Linked DNA regions of Mus musculus: region 1 is linked to region 2. A link is a contact called in public ChIA-PET data. All regions are on one chromosome and are shown on one strand. The core of a region is the stretch at or near the end of the contact, and the rest is flanking DNA. Distances in the headings are between cores, read along the strand shown. Region 1 has its middle 16 kb from the start of Gm24861. Region 2 holds the start of 4930478L05Rik (RIKEN cDNA 4930478L05 gene).

Region 1 (6,362 bases), core at 29-2,528, 46 kb after region 2:
GGCTCAGAATATGCCATGTAATGATGATTTGATTAATAACTGACACACATGTGAAGGTGAACCCATAAAATTATTATGGGCTACAGAATTCCAAAATTTCTTTCAGCTAGTGACATTGTAGTTGTCATAATATCGCAGTACAAGACATTATTCCTGTGTTAGTAATATTGTTGGTGTAAGCAAACCTGTACTGCCGTTGTATAAAGCATAGTACAAACAATGACAGAAGTTACACAATATAACTCCATAATACTGAACATGGCTGTGTTACTTTGCTTTGTGTGTGTGTGTGTGTGTGTGTGTGTGTGTGTGTGCGAGAGAGAGAGAGAGAGAGAGAGAGAGAGAGAGAGAGAGAGAGGAGGTGGGGGATTTTGTGTGTATTTATTATCTTACAGTTTCCATTTTTAATTTAGGATGCATTCCTTCTATTTATTTTGAGAAGTTTGCTATAAAGCCATGCTGGCTTTGCTGGCTAAGCCTCATATTTAATGTTTACCATCTCCCTTGATTGTATCTAAAGGTCAGTCAACTGATTGGCTTCTATCATTGAGGTTTACATAAGCACCCATGGTATTTGTTCCCACAATGTTGCAATCACCTAACAAGATAGTTTTCAGAACATGCCTGCATTATCAAACAATGTTCTTCAAATGTGTAGGTTTCCTTTGTTCTGCTTTGCATTTTATAAATGGGGACACCAACTTAATAGCTTGTTTGCTCTCTGCAAAATGAGTAACTATTGTGCATACATATAGAAGAATGTAGTTTATTTATAGAAGGACACATTAATGCTTTCTCGGTTGTAAATCTGCCAAGGAACCCTAATTATTCTCTCCTCTCTGCTTAATGAGGCTCTGTGAAGTTCCCATAATAGTTACTAGCTGTGAGTAAGAGTACTATAAAAGCCACTTCAGAAATTGACTCAAAGTCAAGCCCAACTAAAAGTGATAAACCCAGAGAGCTAAGTAAAAAATCATAAAAACAAAGCAGCTCACTTTATAAATTATTCAGCCTTGACTCCCTGGGAAAACTTGAGTAAAACAACAAATTTACCAGCAGAGTGGGCTCTGTCTGAGATGATTAGCTACTGTGTTGGTGAGTGTGAACTGTGAACGTGACGCAAGCTAGAATCACCTGGGAAGACAGTCTTAATGAGGGATTATCTACATCAGACTGGCCTGTGGGCATGTGTGTGTGTGAGAGAAGCATAGCTGTAGTTAACTGAGGTGGGAAGACCCACCCTGAATGTGTGCAGAACTATTTCCTGTGCTGAGCGTTAAACTATGTAAGTGTGAGGAGAGCTCTTTGAGCAGAAGCAGCAAGCAAGCAGAGACGTTATGTTCACTCTTTCTCTGCTTTCTACTCTGGATGTGACGTTTTGATTTTCTGCCTCAACTTTCTCACAACGATGGACTATAACCTAGAATTGCAAGCCACATCAACCTTTCCTGCCATATTTGCAGTTGCGTAATTTAAGAAAAAGTTTATGACGAGTAAGCAGTCAATAATGCATACAATTTCCGGGAGCCTATAGGCTAAACAAAGTAGTTGCAATGTTGTATTGTGTAACTAAAAGCCAAACGAATCTTGTCCTGAGCAGGTATGAGAGTTCTAATATTCTCACAGAATAGGATTTTCAACTTTATAGGATGGCTTTGCATCTTCATCAGCACCTGTTGTCTTCTAAAACTTAATCATCTGAACACAGAACATTTAAGAAGGGAGGAATAGGAATATGGGGTGAGAGAATATTCCCCAGTTGAGTTAAAGTGGTGTCCAGAGAACCAGCAGTGTGTTCTTACATCTTTCTGTATTTCTACCACAGAAAGCAGCGTGGGAAAAGCAGTTAAGGGTCAAAAACTGAAATCCTGGTAACAGGAAAATCTCAGTTATTGGATTCAGTCGTAAGCTTTCAAATTGACTGGCACATTTCCCCTGCAACAAACTTGCTCTTCCTTTTTCCCCTTCATTCCTTCCTTCCTTCCTTTGTTCCTTCCTTCCCTTCTTTTTTTTCATTTTATTATTTTTATTTGTGAGATTATAACGTAATTTCCCACATCTCACCCCACCCCCACCGAACCCCACTGCATGCACACCCTTCCTTTAGCGCTTTCAAGCTTATGACCTCTTTTTTTTTTCATTAACTGTCGTTACATGTAATTTCCTTTAAATAACACAGATTCTGAAGTGTGAACACAGTTTGTCATGTTTGCAGGGCAATCATTTACTGACTGAGCTGTCTCACCACCTCTCTTCATTTTAATGTATCATCTAATGACTTCTGCTGCAAAGCTGCTAAGCTTTTCTTGCATAGCAGCCATCTTCTGTGTAGTAGGTGATGGCACTGTTTAAGAAGTGAGTGTGACTGCTCCCTCATCCATGGAGGGGTTGGGTTCATGTTTTAAACACAGAACTCACTCAAAGAATGTGGCTCAATTGACATCTAGGTGGACTTGACTTTTCCTCTTTCTTCTTTCCTGACACAACAGCTAGAGAGTCTGACCTGTCATCTCAGGACCATAAAATAAACTGGAAAATTAAATTCTTACCCTGAAGATGATGGGTCAGGAAAAAGAAAACTAGCCTCCTGCTTTGCAGCGAGTATCTCCACCCACTTAGCCCAGCTGCCTTTTTCATCCCTTGCTAATCATTCGTTCTTTTTCTCCCTGAAATTGGATAGTATATACTACAGTCAAATTTCAAGACATTCCCTAGTTTTGCATAAAATGCAGAGTGTGGTCCTGCTTTACTTTCTTCACACTTGGAGAATATTCTCCAGAAGCCAGGCAGCTAGGACAAGCCTTGCACTGTTCTCATTGGAAGCGAACCATTTGCTTTATCTTGACTATTCCTAGACACAATGTAATACGTTCTACCAAGGCTGGGTCTATACTCTCCCAGAGCAGCTGCATGCCAACATGTCTGTCTTATCTCCCTGATGCTACCAGTAGGTATCAATATAAATTTAAATGTTTACCAATTTGATTTTGATAGACATCATTTTGTTTCTTGCATTACTGCTGAGATGACCTTTATTTAACAAAAATAATTTTTATATTTTAAAATTTCCTTTGCTTTCTCCTTCACCTCCTGCACCCTCTTCACCTCCTTTCCCTCCTTCTCTTCTCCCCTCACCACCCTGTTCTGTTCTGCAGTTCAGGAGATTGAAACCATGCCTTCTCACTTGCTAGACAAGTTCTCTACCACTGAGCTATATCTCCAGCCCTCTTTTAAACGTTTATTTTGACATAGGGCTTCAATAAGTTGTCAGGATGACCTTGAAGTCAATCTGTAGCCCAGGCTGGCCAGCAATTTGTGATTCTTCAGCATCAGCATCCTGAGTCACTGTGATGGAAGGGCCACACCCCTAGGCACAGTTCTGTGAGTTTACTGAAAGTTCTGCCATGTGCTCATGAATTCAGTGAGTTCCCACCCCCTTTGGAGCCCCTGGTTATCATGTCTGACAAATTCCACATACAAGTGCATCTTCCATTTTCAGTGTCTTGTAAAGCTTTTATAGTTTTGATTATTACTTTTAAACTTTCTTTATCTTTGACATGTTTACATTCTTTTTTTTTAATTAGGTATTTTCCTCATTTACATTTTCAATGCTATCCCAAAGGTCCCCCATACCCACCCCCCCAATCCCCTACCCACCACTCCCCCTTTTTGGCCCTGGCGTTCCCCTGTACTGGGGCATATAAAGTTTGCAAGTCCAATGGGCCTCTCTTTGCAGTGATGGCCGACTAGGCCATCTTTTGATACATATGCAGCTAAAGACAAGAGCTCCTGGGTACTGGTTAGTTCATATTGTTGTTCCACCTATAGGGTTGCAGTTCCCTTTAGCTCCTTGGGTAATTTCTCTAGCTCCTCCATTAGGGGCCGTGTGACCCATCCAATAACTGACTGTGATCATCCACTTCTGTGTTTGCTAGGCCCCGGCATAGTCTCACAAGAGAGAGCTATAACTGGGTCCTTTCAGTGAAATCTTGCTAGTGTATGCAATGGTGTCAGCATTTGGAAGCTGATTATGGGATGGATCCCTGCATATGGCAGTCACTAGATGGTCCATCCTTTCGTCACAGCTGGAAATTTTGTCTCTGTAACTCCTTCTATGGGTGTTTTGTTCCCATTTCTAAGAAAGGGTAAAGTGTCCACACTTTGGTCTTCGTTCTTCTTGAATTTCATGTGTTTGGCAAGTTGTATCTTATATCTTGGGTATCCTAAGTTTCTGGGCTATTATCCACTTATCAGTGAGTACATATTGTGCGAGTTCCTTTGTGATTGGGTTACTTCACTCAGGATGATACCCTCCAGGTCCATCCATTTGCCTAGGAATTTCATAAATTCATTTTTTTAAATAGCTGAGTAGTATTCCATTGTGTAAATGTACCACATTTTCTGTATCCATTCCTCTGTTGAGGGGCATCTGGGTTCTTTCCAGCTTCTGGCTATTACAAACAAGGCTGCTATGAACATAGTGGAGCATGTGTCCTTCTTACCGGTTGGGACATCTTCTGGATATATGCCCAGGAGAGGTATTGCGGGATCTTCCGGTAGTACTATGTCCAATTTTCTGAGGAACCGCCAGACTGATTTCCAGACTGGTTGTACAAGCTTGCAATCCCACCAACAATGGAGGAGTGTTCCCCTTTCTCCACATCCTCGCCAACATCTGCTGTCGCCTGAGTTTTTGATCTTAACCATTCTGACTGGAGTGAAGTGGAATCTCAGTGTTGTTTTGATTTGCATTTCCCTGATGATTAAGGATGTTGAACATTTTTTCAGGTGTTTCTCTGCCATTCGGTATTCCTCGGGTGAGAATTCTTTGTTCAGCTCTGAGCCCCATTTTTTAATGGGGTTATTTGATTTTCTGGAGTCCACCTTCTTGAGTTCTTTATACATATTGGATATTAGTCCCCTATCCGATTAGGGATAGGTAAAGATCCTTTCCCAATCTGTTGGTGGCCTTTTTGTCTTATTGATGGTGTCTTTTGCTTTGCAGAAGCTTTGCAATTTTATGAGGTCCCATTTATCGATTCTTGATCTTACAGCACAAGCCATTGCTGTTCTATTCAGGAATTTTTCCCCTGTACCCATATCTTTGAGGCTTTTCCCTACTTTCTCCTCTATAAGTTTCAGTGTCTCTGGTTTTATGTGGAGTTCCTTAATCCACTTAGATTTGACCTTAGTACAAGGAGATAGAAATGGATCAATTCGCATTCTTCTACATGATAACCGCCAGTTGTGCCAGCACCATTTGTTGAAAATGCTGTCTTTTTTCCACTGGATGGTTTTAGCTCCCTTGTCAAAGATCAAGTGACCATAGGTGTGTGGGTTCATCTCTGGGTCTTCAATTCTGTTCCATTGGTCTACTTGTCTGTCACTATACCAGTACCATGCAGTTTTGATCACAATTGCTCTGTAGTACAGTTTTAGGTCCGGCATGGTGATTCCACCAGAGGTTCTTTTATCCTTGAGAATAGTTTTTGCTATCCTCGGTTTTTTGTTATTCCAGATGAATCTGCCGATTGCCCTTTCTAATTCGTTGAAGAATTGAGTTGGAATTTTGATGGGGATTGCATTGAATCTGTAGATTGCTTTTGGCAAGATAGCCATTTTTACAATGTTGATCCTGCCAATCCATGAGCATGGGAGATCTTTCTATCTTCTGAGATCTTCTTTAATTTCTTTCTTTAGAGACTTGAAGTTCTTATCATACAGATCTTTCATTTCCTTAGTTAGAGTCACGCCCAGGTATTTTATATTATTTGTGACTATTGAGAAGGGTGTTGTTTCCCTAATTTCTTTCTCAGCCTGTTTATCCTTTGTATACAGAAAGGCCATTGACTTGTGTGAGTTAATTTTATATCCAGCTACTTCATTGAAGCTGTTTATCAGGCTTAGGAGTTCTCTGGTGGAATTTTTAGGGTCACTTATATATACTATCATATCATCTGCAAAAAGTGATATTTTGACTTCTTCCTTTCCAATTTGTATCCCCTTGATCTCCTTTTCTTGTCTAATTGCTCTGGCTAGGACTTCAAGTACAATGTTGAATAGGTAGGGCGAGAGTGGACAGCCTTGTCTAGTCCCTGATTTTAGTGGGATTGCTTCCAGCTTCTCACCATTTACTTTGATGTTGGCTATTGGTTTGCTGTAGATTGCTTTTATCATGTTTAGGTATGGGCCTTAAATTCCTGATCTTTCCAAGACTTTTATCATGAATGGGTGTTGGATTTTGTCAAATGCTTTCTCAGCATCTAACGAGATGATCATGTGGTTTTTGTCTTTGAGTTTGTTTATATACTGGATTACATTGATGGATTTCCGTATATTAAACCATCCCTGCATCCCTGGGA
Region 2 (6,608 bases), core at 3,549-6,048:
GTCTACTTTTTCATTTAACAGTTGGGAAGTTAGGAAAACACACCTACATAACAACTGTTTAGGACTAAAAGAGTACAAAAAAATCTCATATTCAATTCGACTCTCTAATTTGGATTCCTACTATTTTTTTTTTTAACCAGTAATAGCCAACAGAACTTTCTGTGATGGTGGTTATATCCCACCTAAGCTACTAAATACTGTAACCATCAGCCACATCAATATTTAATATTAGAAATGAGGTTAGAGTGACCTGGGCACTCGACTCTGAATTTATTTCATTTTCACTTATTGAAATTTAACCGCACTGGTCAGGCTGCTGACTTGGCCAGGACAGCTCATGTACCGACAACTGATTAAGAAAAGAGACTTAGTAAGAGAACGTGGGTGAAAGCCACTACCATCTCTTTGAAAGCGTCACTCTAATGGGGTATACTAAGTTCAAAACCACACAGAATAAAAAGGACTGGGTTTGCTTTTCAAGAACATTGAAACACACTAAATTCAGATCATTTAAAGTGGTACAATTAAATAAAATTACACCATATGAAGTTTTAAGCCAACAATCCAGGTTTTTTAATCCTCCATATTCAAGTTTTTCACTAAATAGGTTTCATTTCATTGTTCTAACATTTATGCTATTTTTGTATGTGAGGTTACCATATAAAGCAAAATTAAGTTATAAAGCAACAGAGCATAGCTCTGGGTACAACAGACTTGGCAATTTTAACCATCCCCTGATGTGGCATACAGGCATCCTAACTTTCAGAAGATTGACAGTGTCTCAATGCTAAAATTATAAAGATGAATGTTAATTGAAGATAGCCTGAAATACACCTTCCTAGTAGCAACCATGAATGGGGACAAGCCAGCCAGACCCAGAAGTGGATTTGAAACTGTGATGGTTTGTATATGCTTGGGCCAGGGAGTGGCACTATTAGGATGTGTGGCCTTGTTGGAGTAGGTGTGTCACTGTGGGCGTGGGCTTTAATACCCTACTCCTAGCTCCCTGGAAGTCAGTCTTCTCTTAGGGGCCTGCAGATGAAGATGTAGTACTCTCTGCTCCTCCTGCACCATGCCTGCCTGGATGCTGCCATGTTCCCACCTTGATGATAAATGGACTGAACCTAGGGACCTGTAAGCCAGCCCCAATTAAATGTTGTCCTCCTAAGAGTTGCCTTGGCAAATGGTTGGACCTGGAGGGCATCATCCTGAGTGAGGTAACACAATCACAAAAGAACTCAAATGATATGTACTCACTGATAAGTGGATATTAGCCCAGAAACTTAGTATAGCGAGATATAAGGTACAATTTGCAAAACACATGAAACTGAAGAAGAACAAAGACCAAAGTGTGGAAACTTTGCCCCTTCTTAGAATTGGAAACAATCACCCATGGAAGGAGTTACAGAGACAAAATTTGGAGCTGAGACAAAAGGATGGACCATCTAGAGACTGCCATATCCAGGGATCCATCCCATAATTAGCCTCCAAACGATGACACCATTGCATTCACTAGCAAGCGTTTGTTGCAAGGACCGTGATATAGGTGTCTCTTGTGAGACTAGGCCGGGGCCTAGCAAACACAGAAGTGGATGCTCACAGTCAACTATTGGATGGATCACAGGGCCCCCAATGGAGGAGCTAGAGAAAGTATCCAAGGAGCTAAAGAGATCTGCAACCCTGTAGGTGCAACATTATGAACTAACCAGTACCCCGGAGCTCTTGACTCTAGCTGCATATGTATCAAAAGATGACCTAGTCGGCCATCACTGGAAAGAGAGGCCCATTGGACAGGCAAACTTAATATGCCCCAGTACAGGGGAACGCCAGGACCAAAAAATGGGAATGGGTGGGTAGGGGTGTGTGTGGGGGGAGGGTGTGGGGGGCTTTTGGGATAGCATTGGAAATGTAATTAAGGAAAATATGTAATAGAAAAAAAAAAGAGTTGCCTTGGTCATGGTGCCTGATCACAGCAGTAAAACCCTAGCTAAGACAGAAACTAAGATGAACTGTGGTTCATCTTCTCAGTTACTGTCTCTCCAGCCAAGGTTTGGACTGAGAAACTGACTTTCTTAACAGGTAGGAGAGACAAAGTGACCCCAGATTATTACTATAAAACAGGAGTTCTACAACTCCGTATCTTTGCTTACATTTGAACCACAGACCCTCACGTTCCAGGTAAGTATTTTTTGAGTGTTCTGTAACATCCTTCAATTATGCTGTGGAAAGCTAAAACTAAACCTGTGTTTTAGACCAACCTGAACCAAACGGATGTGGTATTTTGGCAGCAGACGATGCAGCTTCCCTTTTCTTTGCTCAGTCATACAAGTGTTTCTTTTTATAACATATCTCAACAGAGATGAACACAGGAACCTATTAATGTTGGAGCAGTGGCCCACTGACATATATTTTATCTTGGGTGGCATAACCATCTTTAAGTAGTATGGCTATTTGTCATAACTATCTCATCATAATTCTAGGGTAAAAAATAACTTTGAACTAAATGAACAGGTGAGAAAACTAAAGGAAGGCAACTGATTGCACAATGAAACAAGAACGGGTTTTAAATGACAGAGTGCATGGTATCAACTTAGTGGTGTGGGGAGACATTGAAGCACACGATAAGCCTACCTTCACTGCCCACATCTTCTCCTGGGAATTTAAGCTGCAGCACAACAGGAATTTCACCAGGCAAGGGAAAGAGCTGTGTCACAGTGTCTCAGCACTGCTACACTGGAAACTAAGCAAGCAGTTCTCAAGGCCATACTAATACTTTAAAAACGCTGATGTGTAAAGAGTGACCTACTGCCTGGGAAGAATGCTCCTTATGTTGTATATGAAGATACTGGGTGGTAATGGCGTGGGCACCAACTTTCCTTTTATAAGTACAATTTCCCTCCCCACATGCCTTTGCCCCAGAAACACTGAGATCAGTAAACATGCTGGATGGTTATGAATCCCTCTACTCGCTTTCCTTTCTGTATTTTGACTATTTTGTTTGAGAAGAACAATGCCGCTTACATTTTAAGTAGGAAAAATTCAAAACACCACAGACATTTCTGAGAAGAAACACAGTTTGGTCTGAGAATGAACACCGGCGTTCCTTTGGTCAAGACAGATTAGGCTTAGGTTCTGGGCCATGTTTCAGCCAACTAAGTAAGCCAAGAAAGGCGAAGGCACTGGAGGGACAGCCCCATTCGTTCCCAAAGCATATCATACGAAAACTTTTGTTGAGTTCTTTCTCTGATAACACTGCGTCTAGCAGAACATTTAACCCCAAGAGAATACAGGCGACCCCCATTCCCCCTAGAAGTAAAATCATAACCAAAACAAGAGTTTTGTTTACCTGTCAATCCTTGGTGGAGAGCCAAGAAATAAAAGGGGCACCGGGGAAAAGTTGCTAAGTGAACAGGGCGTACACTGTCTGCTGCTTTCGGCTTAAAACAACCAACACTGCCTGGCCCTGCTGCAGGAAGAGGGGGTCAGATGCAGAGGTGGAAAACCTGGGACAGAAAGGCCAACTCCTCAGCAATTCAAACTTCAACATCCACAGAACATGAAGCTACCGTATTAATGGAAAAGGGGCCCAGTAACCCAGTAACAGCAACACCTAGGAGAAATTGGACACACCCCTAGATCCACCAATTCTTCTCCGCACAAGCATGGCTCCTCTCCCATCATGGTCTTATTCATCAGTCTTTCTCACTTCATACATACTCCAAGAGCTCAGCAATTACATTCAAGGAGGAGAGCTACATAGTATTTAGGGCACAGGGAATTCATGAGGCTACTAAAGGCATAAATAAAACTAAGACAGGAAGAAGGCAATGGAGTCTAGAGTTACGCTGGAGGAGGAATGAAAGGCAGGGGTGAGCAGTTAAGAGGGCTCCTGGAATCCTGGGCTTGGTAGTACAGGATATATATATATATATCCCAGCTATGGAAGAGGTTGCCTTAGGAGGTTGGCAAGTTTAATGTCAGCTTGTCTTACTGCATGTTCAAGGGCTGCCTGGAAAACTAGTGAGATCTCGCCTGAAAATAAAAAAAAAAAAAAAAAAAAAAAAAAAAGCAAACCCCAAAAAACTAAAAAACAAGAGGTGGGATACAGTTCATTGACAGAGCAAGTCAGATACTAGGTTTAATTTTAACAGTTAAGAAAAGTAAAAGGGGGGTATGATAAGAGGGGTCTGCAACCCTATAGGTGGAACAACAATATGAACTAACCAGTACCCCCCAGAGCTCTTATCTCTAGCTGCATATGTAGCAGAAGATGGCCGAGTCAGCCATCACTGGGAAGAGAGGCTCCTTGGTATTGCAAACTTTATATGCCCCAGTACAGGGGAATGCCAGGGCCAAGAAGCGGGAGTGGGTGGGTTGGGGAGCAGGGTGTGGGGAGGGTATAAGGAACTTTCGGGATAGCATTTGAAATGTATATAAAGAAAATATCTAATTAAAAAAAATACTCTCTATGAACTCCGAATTAACTAAACCAAAAGTAGCTAATCATGTTATACTTAGCACTCTGCATCCGGGAGCTAAAAGAGCTTGACCCGGAAGAAATGGCAAGGGCGGGCTCATTGACGAGTCATAACCAAACATATGCAGGATCAGGCTTGTGTTTTAAAGACCTTTCTTGGTCGTACAGACGGAGAGGCCTCGGTGCGGGTGTTGTGGTGAGCGAGAGGAGAGAAAATAAATGGCTTCTGAAGAAGAACCCGTGAGGGAGTAATGCCGTGACAGAGGAGGAGCGGAAGCGGAAGTGAGAAGCCTGCTTCCGGTCTGCAGCTGACTTGCCTTTGCAAATGAGAGAACTATCACCTGCTGCGGTGCAAGGCAGCGAGCAGTGCTGTGACTCCATTTCAGCCCTAACTCTTCACTTCCTGCCCTCATTTTCTCCAAGGCCATGATTCTGTGCCTGTGATAACAGAAATCACCTTTTAATCTCGAGTGGTTGACTTCTGTCTACCATCTGGGGAAACTTGTTCATCATTTCAACCATGACACCTGTTGTCAGCTGCTGGAATTAATTCTGAGTACTTTCTGTTTGGATTCAGTGTTTTTGTATGTCTCGTAACACATTTCACTCCTGGCTGCTGGGATGAATCGACCATGATTTTGAGCTAGAGAGTCTTTTTTATGCATTTGTTATTAATAATAATAACAATTATTATTATTAATAGAGTGCTCTGGGTTGTGCAGTCCACGTGCTTGTCTTGATCACCGATTTCAAAGCAGTCAAGATTATCTGCAGTGAGTGCCCACGCGGCGGCTGCTGCATCCAGAAGTAGTGTTTGTCTGTGTCAAAGGAGCCTAGAAAAGCATTCCAAGACAGCCTGCTCAAACACTGCTTTTATACTTCTAGTCAACTAAAATAACTAGACACAACTGTTAGTGCTAGCTGTACTGTGGTGTTATTCTCAAAGGAAGACAAAGCTCTTTGGTTATATTATTAAGACTCACAGCTCCAGAAAGTCCTTAGGTAATTTGGTAAATAGACCAAAGTTTCCTTGTGAGTTGCTTTAGAAGAAAAATCTTAAAGGCAATTCTCTGAAGTTCTTCTGACATGGCCTTAGTAGGAACAGAATGTCATATGCCAGGAGACATGGGCTTAGGGCTCGTCTGTGTAATAATATACATATTTTCACAGTCCTTCAAGGAATGTCCTTCCGGTTCACATTAATGATGGCCATGATAATCCCAGACGGCATCAGTCCAGGAGGCTAAGGTGTGGCTAATGTTTTAGCAAGATGGTAAATGCTGGGACCTTCAGGACAGCCCTTAAGGCTGTGGAAAACACAGCTCTTAAGGACATGAGTTCGGAAATATATAACTTTTCAACTATGCAAAAACATAAGGATGCAATATGAATTGAATAAAGGGTTCCACGGATCTACAGAAACAGAGGCAGCTACACTATGAGCCGGCTTGTCAGAAAGATACAAAGACAGGCAGATGCAAATGCAGGCAGATTCCTGAGTTCAAGGTCAGCCTGGGATGGAGGAAATTTAGGTCTATTTATTCTATTTATTTAGAAATTTAGGTGTGTTAGAAAAGGTAATTTCAGGACTGGGTCCCACCCAGCTAGCTTACTGACGTGCTTAACAGAGGCAGGCAGATCTCTGACTTCTTTTGCAATGTTAAAAGAAAATGTGGGTTTCCTGTCTTCTAAGAATTAGGAGGCTGGGGGCACGGGATGCAGATTCATAGGATGGTCAAAGGGAAACCTGGAGTAAATGACCGGATTGATATGTAAAATAAAAGACTGAGTTCATGATCTGCAAGAGAAGAGATATCCAGAGAATTTTTTTTTTTTTAGAACAGCAAGAGAACTGCCTGGAGAAGCATCAGAACACAGAGAGAAAGCAGATCAGAGAGAAAGACCGCAGAACAGAGAGATGGCAGGCAGGGACGCTATCTCCAGCAGAGCACAAATCGCCAGCTTCAACCCACGATTTGATTGTGAGTCCTTTCTTTCACTGCTCCCCTTCCTCAGAACCTCTCCAAGCCGAGGCTGGTCCTTAGCATTCTTCCATGTTCATTCACCAATTAACCACTCAAGCACTATTCTGCTAGTCCTTCTGTACTGGCTGAACATTCGCTGGTCTTTA

What was found. ChIA-PET counts read pairs in DNA pulled down with a chosen protein or histone mark.
Region 1: a contact with region 2 is called in an RNA polymerase II ChIA-PET map of effector CD8 T cells, with 6 read pairs. The contact joins the enhancer-like site here to the promoter of 4930478L05Rik in region 2. A contact is called at or near these places in 2 of 484 Hi-C or Micro-C datasets (Sertoli cells and nephron progenitors), 3 of 115 datasets of contacts at active chromatin or transcription factors (effector CD8 T cells and embryonic stem cells) and 3 of 9 other capture datasets (adipose tissue, liver and pancreatic islet).

The regions. Positions count from the first base shown.
Region 1 is chr16:78,605,228-78,611,589 of GRCm38.p6, forward strand. No RefSeq gene overlaps it. Among named protein-coding and RNA genes, the nearest start is that of Gm24861, 16 kb to the right of the region's middle. Within about 2 kb of position 1,279, at least 12 of the 459 cell types and tissues checked have an H3K27ac peak or open chromatin away from gene starts, as enhancers often do. A contact at or near this core is called in effector CD8 T cells, where this site is marked.
Region 2 is chr16:78,555,518-78,562,125 of GRCm38.p6, forward strand. 4930478L05Rik (RIKEN cDNA 4930478L05 gene) reads left to right here and starts at 4,799. Exons shown (of 3, transcript NR_040569.1): 1 at 4,799-5,250; 2 at 6,317-6,459. The region is part of intron 2 of D16Ertd472e (DNA segment, Chr 16, ERATO Doi 472, expressed); the gene reads right to left. LOC115488614 (a long non-coding RNA gene) reads right to left here. Exons shown (of 2, transcript XR_003951854.1): 1 at 4,629-6,608; 2 at 1-3,503.